Regions from separate parts of the Gossypium hirsutum genome. Here region 2 is linked to region 1. The links are chromatin contacts, called in public Hi-C maps. All regions are on one chromosome and are shown on one strand. Each heading gives the region's core, a stretch centred on a gene start, on an enhancer-like site or on the middle of the called end of the contact. The rest is flanking DNA. Distances are from core to core; before and after follow the strand shown.

Evidence for each region. A called contact is a pair of places that touch in the nucleus more often than the background predicts.
Region 2: a Hi-C map of leaf shows a contact between it and region 1, with 2.8 times the contacts expected there. The contact joins the promoter of LOC107887317 here to the enhancer-like site in region 1. A contact is called at or near these places in 14 of 34 Hi-C or Micro-C datasets (callus, hypocotyl, leaf and 2 more).

What each region holds. Positions count from the first base shown.
Region 1 is chrA03:38,016,493-38,019,192 of Gossypium_hirsutum_v2.1, forward strand. It overlaps the pseudogene LOC107887314. Among protein-coding and RNA genes, the nearest start is that of LOC121225776, 43 kb to the left of the region's middle. Within about 2 kb of position 1,274, at least 2 of the 9 cell types and tissues checked have an H3K27ac peak or open chromatin away from gene starts, as enhancers often do.
Region 2 is chrA03:38,197,983-38,200,793 of Gossypium_hirsutum_v2.1, forward strand. LOC107887317 (receptor-like protein kinase FERONIA) reads left to right here and starts at 1,420. Exons shown (of 1, transcript XM_041109145.1): 1 at 1,420-2,811. The coding sequence starts at 1,814.

The DNA of each region.
Region 1 (2,700 bases), core at 24-2,523:
AATACCATCTGCCCCAAATAATATATTGCCAAAATATAGAGGAAAAAAGTACAAAATACTTCATACCTATTCTGGACAAACATATAAGAGGGAAAAACATACTGCATTATGGCATTTTTTTTAAAGGTATTTCCGTATTTGCACCTTATGGAGAAAGTTCTTGAAAGAGAGTGAACCTCCGGTTATACCTTTCGTAGGGCTTTTTGAACCCCAAACTTCTGTGTTGAAATGAATGACTCAAGAAGGACCCGTATAGCCATGTCTACATCTGCTTCGGTGACATGCTGCCTAAGGTGCATCCTGGCATGTGCTTCAGACATCCTGATCATCGATTCAATATGCCTAACTGCAATAGGGACGCCTTGTCCACGCTACACAGACAATTAAGAAAGCATTAGGGCATTAAAGTAAAATCACTTTCAGATCACCAGCAAAACGAGAAAAGGAATCTTACAGAAGATTCTTTTCGCAAATCAGCATAAACTTTAGTAAGCTTGGCCATATCCTTTTCATGGAACCTTGGGAATACATTCAACTTGGCATAGGTTAAATATTTCCTTAGTAATTCTTGAGAAAGAATCTGCAATGCAAACGTAAAAATTCATATGATCATTTGAAGAACAAGGTCTAAAACGTACAAGCAGTTAGGATAATAGAACAGCCACTATGAACCTTTGAATCGGCTAGTCCAACAGGGGCTTGACTCTCTTCTTGGGATTCATTGAAGGCTTTGTCATCTATATTAGCACCCTTAGGTTGTGACCTGAAATGGCTGTCAACTACAAACTTTGCAAGCATTTCATCTGTTACAGGATCAACAACATCCTGCATTTGAAATCTAGTTTTTTACCTTAATCCTACTAAGGTCTGATAATAGAGCTTTGCAAAGAAAACTAAATATTGAGTAACGAAGGGAATAACCTTAACAACACAGAGGATGTCAAAACGAGAGACAATGGGATCTGTCAACTCAACATTTTGAGAAAAAGTTTTTGACGAATCATATCTGCAAGCAAGCATGCGTATTAGTTTTATGAATTGATTCTTAACCAAAATAAGACATCCGGGAATCTAAAAAAGAAGATTCTATGTGAGAAGGATGAATGGGAATAAACAATTATTAGAAAACCAAACAAGACCAGTCATTTCAACTGGTTGAACCCAGTTTACATTAAACTGAATTACTGTCGAACTGATCAGAATTACATTGAAGTGGATTACGGAGAAGAAATGAAACAAAAGATACGGTAGAGCTAGGACAGTTATTGTATGAGGTTTACCCAATGCTAAATGCAGAGGTACATAGTAGATTGATATGAACATCATGAGCTGGCCTGCAATAAACCCAGTTTACATTAAACTGAATTACTGTCGAACTGACCAGAATTGCTAGAAAACCAGAAACCAGAAAAACGATTAAAAACCAGTAAACCGGGTTTTTTTTCTTTATCTAGTTAGGAAACCAAACTTTTGAGGTTTTATATGTTATGGGCCTTTTAACCCAATTTTAGAGAAATTTTACTTTGAACCGTTTGAAACGAAACCAGGAGTCCAGCCAATTCCAGTTTGGTTTTTTATTCATTGGGAATAATAAGGAAATGAATCCAAAGAGTGAAGAAATCCCGTTGTTGGTGCACCATATGGTCTTTGCATGATGCGCTAAACTCTAAACGACGAACCCATTGGCCAAATCATCATCTCATATATAAACCATCCATACCTTCCTCCAATTGGATTTGCAGCAGCAATGACCGAGCAACGAGCCTGGAGAGAAGTTACTATCCCAGCTTTTGATACGCTAATGCTTTGCTGCTCCATTGCTTCATGGATACTCACCCTGAATGCACAGATGTTCCAATAATTTTAAAGCTCAAGTAATCCCCTAAAAGAAAAAAAGTAAAGCAAACGACGAAAGGTGTTTGCTGAAGTTATCTAATTATAGTGGCTAAATTTATGCCAGGCTTTCCCTTACCTGTCTTGATCATTCATTTTATCAAATTCGTCAATAAGGCAAATCCCTTTGTCAGCTAAAACAAGGGCTCCTCCTTCAAGGGTCCACTCCCTGGTTACCGGATCCTTGTGCACTGCTGCTGTCAGCCCCACGGCAGAAGCCCCTTTGCCAGTGGTATAGACAGCTCTCTGCCCCGTCTTTTCAACATACCTTCAAATAAAAACCTTCAAGTTTCAAATCCATGTTCAAGATATCTGATTCAAACCAAAGAACTGAGAGAGCTAGCTCATACTTAAGGAACTGTGATTTTGCTGTGCCTGGGTCACCTAGAAGTAGTACATTATGTCTCCACGGAGTCTGTGTTTCCCTTCTACATTTTTCTCCTGGCCTCCAAACATAGCAAGAGTTATTGCAGTTTTTATGTCTTCATGACCATAGATTGAGGGAGCAATGGACTTTATCATCTGAAAAGTGGATCATCAAGCATTCAAATTAGAAATTCACCAAAAGAGAGAACTCCAATATTCGTTACAGAACAAAGGGACAGTTCAGAATAAAATAACAGTATCATGAACGACGAACCCTTTCTCCTATTTGTGGATCCTTGGCCAACTTCTCAATGTCTTCCTTATCTTCCTGAGTGAGTTTGTAGGCAGAAAAGAGATCCTGTTTCTTTGCAACATAGTTTGCCTCAACCACAGTGGCAAAGACAGGAAATCCATTTTTTGTGTTCAATGACATATCAAAAT
Region 2 (2,811 bases), core at 170-2,669, 180 kb after region 1:
AACTTTGGCTAAAAACACTAGTAAAATATATATATATTTATATTTATATTTTTTGAAAATAAATACATTCATATATTCATTTCCTTCTATACAATGTCAAAATGGATATCACATAGTCTTCTATCTTAATAAAATCTTAGCAAAGTAAATGCAAATAATTAGATGTATAATGGTAAATTTATTTTTTAACATTAAATTTAGTCATTTATTTTTAAAAAAAAATATCGAATCACTTTTTTTAATGAAAATGTTAATTAAAATATAATATCTTTTAGTGACGTTGGTGTGACAACCTGTATGATAATATACGTATATTTCATGTTAACATAATATATTAAGTCAAGAAATAATTTAAAATTTATTAAATATTTTAAAAAATAAAAATATTCATATTTTTTTTAAAGAAAAATGAAGTACACATGAATTACTATGTAGGTTGTCATGTTTAGAAAATTAACATTTTAATTAGCATTTCTATTAAAAAACAATTTGAATAATTAAATTTAACTCTTTTTTAAAAAAATGAGTATAAAAAAAATAAATTAATAAAATGTGTAAATGTTAAGAGTATTAACGAAATATTTTAGAGGTAATTAATTAAGGGTAAACAACAAGTTGAATAAATTATGTTTTTGTGTAGGTTGGAGAATTTGCTAATTGCTTGATTGAGGTTAGGCTCGAAGTAATGAAATCCTTCACTCCTTTAAACTTCAACATTATTCTTTTAATGTTTTTGACCAACTGATTAATTTGTTTCTTCAATGTAGGGACTAGCTGTGCAATTTAACAAAAATTTGTTTGATGTCATACTGTCAACTGCCGAAAGTCGTTAATTTATATATTAATTTTTATACGAATATAGGTGACTAAATTTATAATTTATTAACAACCAATGTTAAATAATACCTTAAATATAACACCATGTTTGGTTAAAGAATGGAATACCATTTTCCTTTTATTAATTAAATATTATTTGATTGAACGTAATATTCATTTAATAAAATGATCATTATTTTTTTCATAATAATTATTTTTTAATATCACTAAAAATAACTATTTTATATAATATTAAATAATAAAAAAAGTAATTTTCATATTAATCCTTTAAAATTTAAATTATAAAATATTTTAATCTAATTTAATATAAAAATATTTATATTAAATTATATTTAATAATAATTATATTAGAATATAATTAAATTATTTTTAATAATAATCCTATTAAAATTTAATAATAATAATAATAATAGTAATAATTTATCTAAAAAATTATGCTAAGTCTTTTTTTGTTATGCTATTATATCATCGTTTCGTTTATCCAAACACAAAATATTTTTACAATTTTATTTAATTTCTTTTAATCAAACACTTGAATAACAATTTACAATCCATTATAAATTTATTAAGTCTAAGTGAATTAATAAAATCATTAGTGTGTTCTTCATTGTTGTGCGACTGGACAGAGTTTCCATTTCAGACACAAAACTAAACTAGAAACAAAACCGCCGTTCAGTTTCTGTTATTGCGTCTTCTTCCATTTTTGACTCAGTCACTCATATCTCTCTTCACTTCTCTTAGACAGCTACTTAAGGTAAATGGCTTGAAAGTCCCATCTTTTACACAATACCTTTTTTTTTTGTTCTTGCGTTCATTTAGATTAATCCGTGGTACTCATAGTTGGTCCTTTGGATCTGAAATCTTCATCTTCTTTTAGCTAAGGAAATCTGGGTTTCATTTGATAATTCCATTTTGAAAGCTTAAAGTCCTGTATGTGTCCCGGATCTGGCGTTGTGAACCCCATTTTGACTCCACCATGAATTCAGCTGATACGTTCTGTTCTATGTGTATTATCATTCTAGTCTCCTTGTTGTTTCAACTTGTCTTAGCTGCTGATTATGTTCCAACTGAAAAAATCCTTCTAAATTGTGGTGGGAAATCTGAGGCCACCGATAATGATAATCGGAAATGGACACCCGATGTTGGGTCGAAGTTTCTGGTGGGAAGCGGGAATTCGGTGGCTTCCCAAGCTGCCACGCAAGATCCTGCCGTTCCCGAAGTTCCTTACATGACAGCCCGTGTTTTTCGCTCCAACTTCACCTATAGTTTCCCGGTCGTACCTGGTCGGAAATTCCTTAGGTTGTATTTCTATGCTAATTCCTACGATGGGCAGATTGCAGCCAATGCTTTGTTTTCGGTCACTTGTGGTTCCTACACTCTTCTTAAGAATTTCAGTGCTGCTCAAACCAGTGAAGCTTTGAATTATGCTTTTGTTGTTAAGGAGTATTCCATCAATGTGGATGATGACCATTTGAACCTAACATTTACTCCTTCCACTCCCTCTAATGCCTATGCGTTTGTCAATGGGATTGAGGTTTTGTCAATGCCTGATATTTATGGTAATGCCGATGGGATGTCCATTGTCGGACAGAATATTCCCTTCACCATCGATAATAGCACTGCCCTCGAGAATATTTACAGACTGAATGTCGGTGGAAATGATATCTCACCTTCGGCTGATACAGGTCTGTTTAGATCTTGGTATGATGACCAGCCATACCTGTTTGGGGCTGCGTATGGTGTTTCGGGGGCTGCTGATCCGAATGTCACTATCGATTATGGAACCATGCCCACTTATATTGCACCAAAAGATGTATACGCCACTGCTAGATCCATGGGGCCGAATGCTGAAATAAACAATCATTACAATTTAACTTGGATGTTCGGTGTTGACTCTGGATTCTCCTACTTGGTCAGGTTACATTTCTGCGAGTTTACTGATAACATCACCAAGATTAATCAGAGAGTGTTTGA